Regions from separate parts of the Mus musculus genome. Here regions 1 and 3 are each linked to region 2. The links are chromatin contacts, called in public Hi-C and promoter capture Hi-C maps. All regions are on one chromosome and are shown on one strand. The core of a region is the stretch at or near the end of the contact, and the rest is flanking DNA. Distances in the headings are between cores, read along the strand shown. Region 1 holds the start of Popdc3 (popeye domain containing 3). Region 2 overlaps Atg5 (autophagy related 5). Region 3 has its middle 23 kb from the start of Gm40639.

Region 1 (4,399 bases), core at 1,547-4,046, 990 kb before region 2:
GTGTTAGACCATTACAGTGGGCGTGGCATGACAAAGTAGATGGTGTACTAGGATCCAGGGGGAATGCAGGAAGAGTCCAGCTAAGACACAGCCACAAGGACACACCACCGGTGACAGTCCTACTAGGCCAATCTCCTACCATTACCACCTCCCAATAATGTCACCAGCAAACCCATCCAGGAATGAACATTAGGTCAGAGCTCTCAAGACCCAGGAGAGTGGCATCACTGGCACATTCAGAGGTTGGCTTTTTCCTGCCCTTCCTTATTCAGCCAACTTGACAAAAAAAAAAAAAAAAAAAAAAAAAACAAAAACAAAAACAAAACAAAAAAACAAACAAACAAACAACAAAAAAAAAAAAAACGGACCCTTCTAAGAACTTGTATTAGAGAGTATCTGCTCTCAGGTCCCAGAGACTCCCCTATAAGCTCAGGAAGTTGCTGGTTCTCTCCTGACAGTATTCCACACCCCTTTCCTTGATAGTCCTATCCTGGCCAATCTCAGTGTGACAGCCTCAGGGGGTTATTTCTGTTAAAGAACACAAAGTAACAAGTCACTGTAGATCTGTGTGAATTAGCCCTGGATCCTCCTGGCTGGAGGGGGAGTCCCTAGGCTGGAGAAGGAGTCCCTGGGCTGGAGAAGGACTCCCTGGGCTGGAGGAGGACTCTCCACAGTTATACTGCAGGAGATTTAACCCATCTCCTGGCTGGAGGAGGACTCCCTGGGCTGGAGGAGGACTCCCTGGGCTGGAGGAGGCCTCCCCATGGTTATACTGTAGGTGATTTAACCCATCTCCTGGCTGGAGGAGGACTCCCTGGGCTGGAGGAGGACTCTCCATGGTTGTACTCCAGGTGATTTAATCCATCAAGTTCTAGTTATTTATTTTAGTTAATACCAATAATAATTTTTCCATTAACATATTTTACCCAATTTCTATACTTAGATAAAGGAGGATTTTTCCCTCTTTCCTTTAAAAAATGTAATTAGTAATTTAATATGTTCCTCTTTTCCACAGGTAAATTCAATCAAACTCTGTATCACTCATAACCCTAGCTGAACAGTATAATTACAAAAAAAAAAAAAAAAACCCTCAACAGGTTTGCATATCCATCATAGACATTTTCCAAAGCAGTTTTGAAATCTGCTTTGTTACACATCATAGCGAATGCTTCCAGATTCTCCTGGTCAGAAAGAGCAGACAGAGGGGCTGTAGCTGTCCACGTGAGCCTTGAAGATTGTACTCTGGGATCTTGGCTTCCTGTGACATCAACAGCATAGAACGAACGAAAGCATTCTCAAGCACAGGCTACACAATGATTCAGCTATTTTGAAAAACTAATTGGATTAATAAGCTTAACTATTGAATGCCTCCTGTTTAACCATAAAGTTTTGACAACAGAGAATGCTTTAGATTTCAGTTTGGCTTAGTATCTCAAACTATTGAAGACCACACACAGATTTTCCAGGACAGAAGAACCTCGGGTTATTTGGAAACTGGAACCAATTAATCCCTTTATTTTTGCAAATGGGGAAACTGAGGTCCATTTTTTTTGTTTGTGTCTATAGCTCTGTTGCTGTTGTTTTCTACCATGAAGGACAACACCTAATTACTGTACTAGCTTAGAATAAATATTTCGTGCAATAGATTTTAGAATTAAAAAATGAGCAGGGAAACAAAATAGTCACAAAAGGCAACAACAACAGGCACCAATAATACTTTTTCCAAGGCTGTCACTAAGTTTAATTGCACTTTTGCAAGCGTGCAAATTGAAACAGAAACATCAGGAGGGTGGGTAATTTTGTTATTTTTGATTCAATTTTCTTTTAAAAGTGGGATTCTAAACCTACTTTCCATTAATTTATTAAATGTTTATCCTTTTAGTATTTTTTTCTTTTTCTTTTTTTCTTTTTCACTTTCCCCAGATGTTACCTGGCTGAAATTTCTCCCCCTCGATCTTTGTACTGCATTTTGACACTGTCTTTGATCCTTTCCTACAATACAGACTCTCAAAACTAAACCGCTAAAACCAATCTTGATGATGAGATGACATGTGGGGTGTATAAATGTCGTTCTTTCTCTGGCAAGGGGATCTCCAAGTACAGAAAGCAGGTCAGAGTCTAGCTGCCCTTTGACCCCAGCACCTACCACACGCCCTAACTGCACAGACCCCAGTTGGGGTCTTAGTCTTGGAAAGGAAAGTGTTACAGGGCATGACTCGCCCATGGTGAAACGCACACCTGCCAGGGCCCCAGGATCTGCTTTTCCTCTCGAAATATTTTCCTTGGGGCACCAGGTGCCTAGGGCGCCGCGAAGGTTCTGGAGCACTGGTCTGGCAGCTTCGTTGGGGGGAGGACCGCTCGCTCTCCCGCGATCCCTAGGGGAGCTGCAAGCCACGCGGCGCGCACCGGGCTCCAGGGCGCGCACAGAGGGGACGCGCAACGGGGGTCTGAGCCTTTCCCCGTTCCCGGTCCGGGCAGCCCTGCGAAGTTGCTGGGCTGCCACTCCCGCGCGGCTCTCAGCTTACCTTCCCGGCCTTCACGACGCTCCCGATGGAGCCCGTAGAACTTTCCAGCCGAGTGAGCAGTGGCAGGCGGCTCTGGTGACTCGAAAACCCACGGTCCGAACCGCTCTCGCCCCGCTGCCCGCCCGCACCCGCCGGGATCCCGGACGCGTCCTCCCGCGCCCGCTCAAGCAGGGCGCAGCCGATCAGAGCCGCTCCCAGCGGCGGGGACGGGCTCGGGCGCGCGCTCCGAGGCAGGCGGGCAGCCAGCGGGTGCCAGCAGGGTGCGGAACTCGCGAGGCTCTAAGTTGGTAAAGACTCATGGTAACCAGTCTTCGGCCCAGACCCTGGGCTACCCTTGGTGGAGAGTGATGGAGGTGAGCACCAGCACGGGAAGCAACTATCTGCCTTCTCACCCGGCCACAGACAAGAAAAATCACCAGAGAGGTGTGGGATATATATGTGTACTGGGCAGAAAAGGGGCAGTGTTTATTTGTGAGTAAATAGGTTGGTTAAAGGGGGAAAAAAAAGATAAAGGACATAGATCATAAAAGACAAAACACAAATGCCACATAAGTTCAAATAATAGGAAAAAGGGGGGGAGGGGCAATTTAAAGCAAGTGTCACATGCATTTTTGCCTCTATGAGGTTTTTATTTTCTTCAGTAGACCAAACTACGTGGTAACTGTGAATAAATACGGGCATGACCTTTCCAAGTCGTGTTTGAGGAGGTTTTTACTGTAGATACTAGCGGGAGTATAGCCCGAGGCATCTGAAAGAGTCTAGAACAGGGAGAGTTTGTAGAACACTGAATATGAGCCACAGACTGAACCAGGCCATGCGAAGGTGGCACATGGGGTGGGGGTGAGGAAGAGAAGAAGAGAAGACAGAGAAGACGTAGATAAAGATCGCGGAGAGCTAAAAGCCAAGAGAAGGAACGACCAAAATGTCAGGATCCTGTAGGAACACGCAGCTGGGCGAAGGAAAGCAGGGGTAAAGAAGTTTAGGGTGGAGGGTGGGGTGAGAAGAGCTGAGACTAGCCAGGATGCTAGCAGGTACTTGCAAGGTGGAGACAGTGCTTTGATATGCTAATAGCACCGCAGTTAACTCTGAGTTTCCTTTGGACCTGACCAAAGGAGGAAAAATGAGACACACAACTTAAAGATTTCAGTGCCATCCTTTTTGCTGATTTTCATTTTATATAACCATTCTGGTAGAGATGACTCCAAGAAGGACATTTTTTTTTCTCGTGTTTTTTATTTGTTTTATTAGGTAATTTATTTTATTAGTTAGTTAATTTGTTTATTTGTTTGTTTGTTTGATTGATTTAGTAGTTACTTTGTTTGTTTGTTTGTTTGCTTGCTTTCTTGTTTTGAGACTGGGTCCCTCCACACAGCCCTGGCTGTTCTGAAACTCACTATATGGTTTAGACTGGCCACAAACTCAAAGGGATCCACCTGCCTCTGCCTCTCTGCCTCTGCCTCTCTGCCTCTGCCTCTGCCTCTGCCTCTGCCTCTGCCTCTGCCTCTGCCTCTGCCTCTGCCTCTGCCTCTGCCTCTGCCTCTGCCTCTGCCTCTGCCTCTGCCTCTGCCTCTGCCTCTGCCTCTGCCTCTGCCTCTGCCTCTGCCTCTGCCTCTGCCTCTGCCTCTGCCTCTGCCTCTGCCTCTGCCTCTGCCTCTGCCTCTGCCTCTGCCTCCCCAGTGCTGGGATTCAAGGAGTGTACATCACACTCAGCTCATTTTTCTAGTTTTAAAAACATGTATTATCACTGTTTATGTGTCTGCTGTGCAGAGGGGACTGGAGGACAGAGGACAACTTTGTGTAAGAGGTTCCTCTTATTCCACCTTTTCATGGGTTCTGCGGATCCAACGTGGATCATCAAGCTTGGCCATCTGGGC
Region 2 (4,015 bases), core at 988-3,487:
TCCACTGGCTCTTCCCTCCCATTGCCTTCAACCCTTCCCATTGTAGCCTTGGCCTACAAGAACCCACATGATGGACTCTTTCCCATCCCTCCAGAACATTAACTTGTCCTTTCCTCCTGTGACATCCAAGACATCACGGTTCTCGGTCAGGTTTGGAACCTACCTGCCGTGAACTAAATCATCACGCCCTCCACCTCACCACAGTCATGCTCCATAAGGCTTCTTGGTATTGAGTGGCCAAGAAGTTTAGAGACAATCATGGCTGATGCTGAGCCTTTACCAGTGGGATTAGTGCCCTTATAAATGAGACCCCAGGGTGCTTTCACTCGTGAGGACTCAGGGAAACTCTCTCCTGCGCAGACACTGGGTCTGCAGGTGTCTTACCTCATACTACCCCAGTCTCCAGAGATGGATAAAGTCAGTATTTACTGTTTTGGGTCTATGGTACTCTTGTTGTAGAAATGTGCAGAGACTAAGACCCAAACCAAGCTTTCTTGCCTTGTATTTTGAAACATGGCTCTGTAATACAAGCTGGCTCTTCTCTTCCTTTAGAGTTCACCTTACCTTTACAGAAGTCTTCTATCCCTAGCCCAAGTCTATTTGCATAATTCCTATTTCCTCTTAAAACCAGTTTTATGTTAAAAATGGCAAACTGGAGCCGAGTGTTTGCACATGTATGCAATCCCAACATTTGAGAGACTGAGGCAGGAGGATCCTAAGTTGAAGTCAGAATATACTAGAACCCTGTCTCAACAAAGGAAAAACAATCAAGGGGTGAGTGTGTGTGGTAAATAGCACACTGTAAGCTAATTTAAAAGGCTAACAACATTTTATAAGTAATGGGAATTTTAAGTGTATTTAACAGCTAAATCATACTTTTATCTGCAAGTGTATGGAACTTTAAATCATTTTTTTTAAGTGTTGACTCACTCCGGCCATGGTAATGCATACCCACAATCCCATCACTTGGAAGCTGAGGCAGGGGACTAAACATTTGTCTAGGCTGAACGACTTGTCTCAAAAAACCCAAACAGAAAAAGGAGTAGCTACACTCAGAGAAGACTGGCTAAACGCTGAGCCTTGTACCATTCTTGTAATCTTTTAGTGATTTCCTCAAATCTCCCCATACAGTGTGACGCTGAACAGAAATACTCCACATGAATTGACAACTGTCCCATAAATAAAAATGCTACTTTCTTTTCTGTTGTCACCATTAACTGTTTCAGAGAGGTGGCACATTCTCGTTTCTAAACTGAAAGCCTATAAAAAACTGAAAGGCACATTATGCCTTAAATGAGTTTTCTTGGTTTCATAAGCTTTTCTTATTTCTCCTTCAGAGAGCTTCAAAATTAAAATTAGCATTTGAAAGTATTCAAAAATCGTTGAAACTTGTGCTTAGCTTTGCTGTTCTCCAGGTGCAGCTCTGAATGGAACAGTGGCCCACCTGCTTTGTTTGAATTTGGACAAATTTACAACTACATCGACACAAAGGTGACAACAGCTCTATGACCTCACAATCAGGACCTTGTTACCAAAAAAAAAAAAAAAAAAAAAAGTCCTTAAATATAAAAAGCCATTTCCATAAATAATTTAAACTAAGAATATTACACTATTTATGAAACACTTTAATAGTACTTCCTGGTCATGTGAGAAAGAGATAAAAAAAAAAAAGTAAATCAAAACTTATGTCTTTTACGCTGAAAGTAACACCATGTTTTGAGGATAAAAATGTAAGATATATGCCAACCCCTTGAGCATTCTGCAGTGCAAGATAGAAAACAGCAGTGCAGGAACACCAGAGAACAAAAGGCATGTACAGGGCAGTGCCCCTGGCACACACACCAAGTACAGGAGCCCCACCCTGCTGCCTGCAGTCCAGGAGCTGGCTATGTGACCCCAGGTGCTGGAGGACCACACCTTCTCTGCAATGTCAGGACAAGTTAGATACACATTGCTAACTACAAACAGAAGGCTTCCTACAAAAGGTGACCATATAGACACTGTAAAGACGTGAGAAGTTCAACGGGCAGAAAAGGAGAGGCAGTCTTCTAGACAGAGACGATGGAGCAGCTGCCTTCACAAACACTCCATAGCTAACTTCAGCATCTTTATGTCTATCTATCTGTGTGCACCATGGCATGGAGAGAGAGGACAATCACGGGGCTAGTCCTCTCCTTCCACGGGTGGGAGGCTGAGCGCTGGCTGTCAGGCTTGTTGGCAAGTGCCTTTACTCACGGAGCCAGCCTGCAGGCAGAGTCGAAATCACAGCGTGGCAATGGAGAAGCCAAGCACAGAGCAAATGTACTACCGTGAAGAAGCGGAGGCCGAAGCTGCAGCCCTGGTGTGAGTAGAGACCTTTCAGGATGCATTCATCTTCCAACTATGATCCAAAATAGAGCCATGTCTAAGAAATGAGGACCACACTCTTTCTAAAATCATAAGTGACCAGCCTACGAGAGAGAATCAGGAACACAGCAACACTGGCAAGCTGAAATGGAAGAGATGACTGTGCAGATCTGAAGTGGAGTACATACTGTGTGGATTTGGGCCTGGTAGCCAGGGCCAACTCATACGGCTAAAGCATGACCTGCTCACAGGGCTATGGCTGCGTACTACGGTATACAGAATCAGGAGTCAGGCACTGTGTAGTTACCATTCTGCAGTCCCATCCAGAGCTGCTTGTGGTCTTTTTTCTGCATTTCGTTGATCACTTGACTTTTATGCTTTAAAGCATCAGCTTCTTTCATACACGACATAAAGTGAGCCTCAACCGCATCCTTGGATGGACAGTGTAGAAGGTCCTTTTCTGGAAAACTCTATTAAAGGAAATACACACAAAACAAGTATGCAGACATAAGTTAGCGTCTCAGGAGAACTACATTGACTACATTTCCCCGCTCACCAGTGTTCACAGCATGCCACATTTCATTATCATGATAGCTACAAATATTTTAAAAATTAATTTAGTAATTATTGCCCATTTGACACAATCTGCACTGTTCCCAAAAATCCTCATCTGTGAAGTTACCTCTTGTATGTTCCTAAGGATATCACACCTATAACTGACACTAGCAATCACAAATGTGTGGCCTTTGGAACCAGAAGGCCCAGCTCAATTAGGAAGGCTTTGAAATTGCAATGATAGGAACTCAAGAGACAAGGGAGGGCAGTAATAGAACAGAGAGCTGAGGTACTTATACAGTCAAGGCAGCTGAAGGACGCGCACTGCAGAGAGTGACAGATGCCGCACCACGGCCACCCTGCCTTGCCCCCACTGTGGGGCATCTCTTTCACATCCACCCAAGTGAGAGTAAAGACCACAGTGAAGTTACAAACAGATCCTTGATCCATTACATTTCTATCTCTCCTAAAGTGCACTAGCCATTGTGTACACATCCTTATCTTCCTGACTCAAACAACCTCTTACAGACAGAGTAACACCGTGCTTACTCTCATTATCTTCCAAATTGAAAACATGGCAAAGTAAATTTCATTTCACTTTTACAGGACACTCAGGAAGACTCCCTTTAGGAAGCCATTCACTTGAGGTGTGCAGGTATCTTTTTATTACTTTGCACATACAATCCCTACCACATTCTAAGGGCCAAAGCCAGGACGCTCTGTGTCCTACCACTGAGCTACATTCTTAGGTCCTCTTTCTAGAGATTATAATTGCATTAGTTAGAATATTCACTGACTGTCTATAATGTATCTAGATGGGTTATCAGTAAATGAATATCATTAGATTAAAGCACTTCTTACAAGTAAGTGAAAAAAATTCAATCTATTAGCAATACCACTTGTTAAAGCAGCTAAGCAATACTTTTTTTTCTCTCTTTTTTTATTAGGTATTTTCCTCGTTTACATTTCCAATGCTATCCCAAAAGTCCCCCATACCCACCCCACCCCCCCCAATCCCCTACCCACCCACTCCCACTTTTTGGCCCTGGCGTTCCCCTGTACTGGGGCATATAAAGTTTGCAAGTCCAATGGGTCTCTCTTTCCAGTGATGGCT
Region 3 (3,945 bases), core at 1,198-3,697, 700 kb before region 2:
TCTGCACGAACAGTTTGTGGTTGTAATATTTGAGGTTTTAAAATTGTCTTAGTAAGGGAATACAGGTTTTTTTTTTTTTAAACCTGGCAAGCTTTTTTTCCCTCTAAATACCTTCACCTTGTTCTTATGACTCAAAGACTTACTTTCTCAGCCATGAAAGCTTCTTACAGACTCTGGCAAAGGGAAAGATAAACAGAAAACAGAAAAGGTGGCAAGCTTTGCAGAGTGTCAGATGCCCTGTACAGCTTGCCTTTTGTAAACTTCAATCATGGTGGTGTCTGTCTGAGAAGGAAAGACCAGGGAGTCCGCAGCTGAGGAGCCGAGTGTGCTGACACAGGATCACGTGCCACCTGACAGGGGACTGCTAATGGGTAGTGTGGGTTCTCTCTTTACCCCTCAGACTTCTCTTACATGATCACAGTGAGGCTGGAAGGTGAAGGCTAGGACAGATAGATTAATATGACAGCTTTTCTCCACAGTGAAGTCATTTGTTAAATAAAATCTCTGGGAAAGCTGACATCATAAAAGAAGTTAGATAGCTCCGGGAGGCAGTCACCACCCTCGATATCCTTGAACTCCAGAGACTTAATGATCTTCAAATAAGTAGTATTTAAACAAATCCCTTTTCAAATGAAGCAAAGGTCTGTTTATTTAATAATCACCATAAACTTTAAGTGGCAGAGAAAACTCCCTTGAATTGATATTTTGTAACAACTGTGTATACTGAGTAGGTGTTTGACTCCTAAAAGTTAAAGGTATTTCTGTTGTTGTGGTTAAATTCTGAATTTTACTGGCTAATCTGTGGGGATAAAAAAAAATAATTACTACTATGTTCAAATTTTGAGCATAAGTGGCCTTTTGTACATTCACATGGAGGGAAGTGGTGAGAGCGAGTTGTTCATCCCTGCAGCTGATGAGGACTGTGTGCACCCATATGCCCTCAAGGTATAAGCAGGACACCCACCACACCTTTATTCTAGTGCACAATGCACAGGGAAGCCTGTGACTCTGGAGGTTAGCATCTGCTCTGTGAGATGCCCTAGACATGGCTTGATGACTCTGTGGGGCTTTTCTATGCAGTCTCTGAAGTCAGACCACTCTGAGGCACATCTATGACAATGTGGTTGGTTTTTGTCTATGTGCAGATTCCTGTGTAGTTGGATTTGTTTGTTTGTTTGTTTGTTTTTTATGGGATTCTTTGAGAATTCAGAAACACACACACACACACACACACACACACACACTATAGATCTTTCTTGTTAGGGAGTTCCACAAACACCCTGAAGCCTGCATGACAACCCCTGATGCACATTCTTATACTTTAATTAATGAACTCATCGTGGATTATTTCTTTAATAGCCTTTCCAGGCTGTCTGCATTTTATTGCCACTTTTTGTCAAAGGAAACATTATTTTAAAAACAATTGAGCAGAATGAGAGTTTTTGAAAGGATGGAAGAAGAAACAAAGAAACAAACTTAAAATCCCAGCAGCTCCTGAGATTCAGTCCCCTTAGAAAACAAACACACTCTCTAGCAAGTGAAATGAGTCAGCACACTCTGTCTATGCTAATTTAAGAAAGGAAAATAAATTCTGAGTTCAGAACAGTACACCCCACTTTTCTAGGCGTTTCTGTCTCATTCTTCATTGAAGTTCTGATCTCTCCTGCATGATGGCCTCCGGCCTGCTGGTCTACCTACAGCTAGCTCCTCTTATCACAACACAGCACATTCTTATCTCTTCTCAGTAAAAACTACCAACTGGGTAAAAATATTTCTAACTGAATTCTCATTTAACATGTGAAACCGGCTCTTTTTCCTCCAGCCTGTGCAGTTTTTTCTTTTTTCTTTTCGGTTACAGGATGTTGTCCCCTTTCTTTTAAAAAAGATCTTTGAGGCATATAAGTTCTGAACTCAGAATTTATTTTCCTTTCTCGAATTAGCTGTAGCTAGAGTGCACTGAGTCATTTCACATGCCAGAGAGTGTGTTTGCTTTCCTCGGCGCCAGGTTGCCCTTTAGCATGCAGAAAGTTAAGAAGAAGGCAGTTTCACAACCCTCCCCTCTTAGCACCTGTCTGCAGTCTCACACCTGAAAATCAGCCTTGTCCTAAAGTGCTCATATGCTGGCCGGAAGTCCAATGGTCACCTCCATTTAAATGGCCTCTCTTCAGGTGCAGTTTTCCAATCTCCCACTAGTTGGGGCTCTACACAAAGAAAAGAAAAGAAAAAAGGAAATAAAGGGGCTCCACAGAATTATTTACTAAGCAAACACTACGCAGGAAGACTTTATTTTCCGTGTTCTTGAAAATACGACTGGTCATTTTATTTTGGTTCTAACACATCGACCACAGGTTTGTTTTGGGTTTTGGTTTTTGTCCCCCCCTCTAACTGCCCCCCCCTCCGTGGGTCAGTTTTATTTGCTCTTCATACCTTGATTTGAAAAGTCTGAACCAAGGTTACTACTGCTTTTGACATCGTTTAGAGGCAGTCAGCTCTCTCAGTGCGTAGTTGCTCTAAACTAGGAACGTGGAAAGTGCATAGACTGAACATTTAGCACACAAACTACAGCTCCACCTTCTCAGTAAGATTATTCTCTGCTCTGCTCTTAAACCCGCAGCACCAAATGCAGCTGATATTTTCTCTCTGTCTCTGTCTGTCTCTCTATGTCCCCGTGGGGCCCCCTCCTCTCTCTCTCTCTGTTTAGTCAGGATGAAAGATCCCCGTGGATAGTCACAAATAATCAAGATCCTCCCGTGCGGTCCACTGGCGCTCAGTTTTAGCTTTGTTTGTCCGGTCTTTCTCCACCTCCCCGGAGATCCTTTGGCAAATCAGATAAACAATGCCTTTTTTGCTTAAGGCAGAAAGAACAGTTGAATACAATGGGAGGCCAGACTTGGCTGAAATGCTGGCTGCAGGTGCTCTCAGCATTGTGGTCATTTAAACCAGATGCTGGGGAGTCGAAGCACCTGCTTCCCCTCTCTGTGTACACTTGAGAGACTGTGCTCCTGCGTAGGACAGGTCAGCGCATGGCTAAAACGAGTGGTGCCCCACAGCAGCATCGTTCTGGTTCATAAGACAGTTGGTACTAGGAAGAGCTTCGTACAGAGCCTGTTTAATCCTCAAACATATGTAGTTTAATTCAATATTCTTCTCTCTCCATTTCCAGACATACCATCACTATTCTGTATACACAGACAGACAGACAGACAGACAGACAGACAGACAGACACACACACACACACACACACACACACACACACACACACACACCTCTGCAACAGAGTCTACTTAAAGTAGACACTCAGATACAACGTTATTTTTCTCTGGTTTATATTATCTAGCAGGAAAGACTGACTAGGAACAAGAGGGTGATGATTTTTATGGTTCTGATAAAAATGAGACAGATGCCGAAAGCCTTGCATAGCTCAGATTTTATGAACATCTCTACAGCCATCATAAATCTATGGACAATCCACAATGAACATTAAATTGTGTACCTTGAATGTTGAGCATTAAATAAGAGATCAGGGTGACACTGCTTGTGTGTGTGTGTGTGTGTGTGACTAGACTAGATTCAAAGCTATAAGAGACTAGTTTGGTATTTTTGTACTAAAATTATTCTAAAGCACAATATTGCAAATCTAAATATGAATACATTAACTTCAGGGATATGTGAAAGTATTCAGAGTGTTTGTGGTATAGCTGTATGAGTCAGGCCTTGCCCTGATGTTAATATTTTAATTTCAATTTAAATATTTCTTTTCATCATAAATTCATTTTGGAACAGAGTCAGTTCTTCACAGTGATGCAGAGGGATTTTTTTTTTTCTTTCTTGTATTTATGAACCATGTTCTTCAAAGTTCATCGAGAAAGCTTTTGTCTTGAGAGCTGAGGTCCTTTCTGGAGGTTTCTGTGCAAACACACCAGTACTAGGGCTGAGGTCGGATG

What was found. Promoter capture Hi-C pulls out the DNA fragments that hold promoters and counts their contacts. A called contact is a pair of places that touch in the nucleus more often than the background predicts.
Region 1: a promoter capture Hi-C map of hippocampal neurons shows a contact between it and region 2, with 2.6 times the contacts expected there. The contact joins the promoter of Popdc3 here to the enhancer-like site in region 2. A contact is called at or near these places in 4 of 39 promoter capture datasets (cranial neural crest, embryonic stem cells, hippocampal neurons and 1 more) and 2 of 115 datasets of contacts at active chromatin or transcription factors (embryonic forebrain and embryonic stem cells).
Region 3: a Hi-C map of cerebral cortex shows a contact between it and region 2, with 2.1 times the contacts expected there. The contact joins two enhancer-like sites. A contact is called at or near these places in 16 of 39 promoter capture datasets (the 3T3-L1 cell line, the C10 cell line, the HPC-7 cell line and 11 more), 2 of 15 datasets of contacts at CTCF or cohesin (embryonic stem cells and large pre-B cells), 92 of 484 Hi-C or Micro-C datasets (3T3-L1-derived adipocytes, the AML12 cell line, the BV-2 cell line and 58 more), 24 of 115 datasets of contacts at active chromatin or transcription factors (the 230-238 cell line, the SCID.adh cell line, astrocytes and 19 more) and 2 of 9 other capture datasets (embryonic stem cells and liver).

Annotation. Positions count from the first base shown.
Region 1 is chr10:45,287,702-45,292,100 of GRCm38.p6, reverse strand. Popdc3 (popeye domain containing 3) reads right to left here and starts at 2,796. Exons shown (of 4, transcript NM_024286.1): 1 at 2,526-2,796. It overlaps Gm15934 (predicted gene 15934), which reads left to right and starts at 2,685. Exons shown (of 2, transcript NR_155869.1): 1 at 2,685-2,878.
Region 2 is chr10:44,302,368-44,306,382 of GRCm38.p6, reverse strand. Atg5 (autophagy related 5) reads right to left here. Exons shown (of 8, transcript NM_053069.6): 5 at 2,654-2,816. Among named protein-coding and RNA genes, the nearest start is that of Atg5, 36 kb to the right of the region's middle. Within about 2 kb of position 2,237, at least 14 of the 459 cell types and tissues checked have an H3K27ac peak or open chromatin away from gene starts, as enhancers often do. A contact at or near this core is called in cerebral cortex and hippocampal neurons, where this site is marked.
Region 3 is chr10:44,999,248-45,003,192 of GRCm38.p6, reverse strand. No RefSeq gene overlaps it. Among named protein-coding and RNA genes, the nearest start is that of Gm40639, 23 kb to the left of the region's middle. Within about 2 kb of position 2,447, at least 127 of the 459 cell types and tissues checked have an H3K27ac peak or open chromatin away from gene starts, as enhancers often do. A contact at or near this core is called in cerebral cortex, where this site is marked.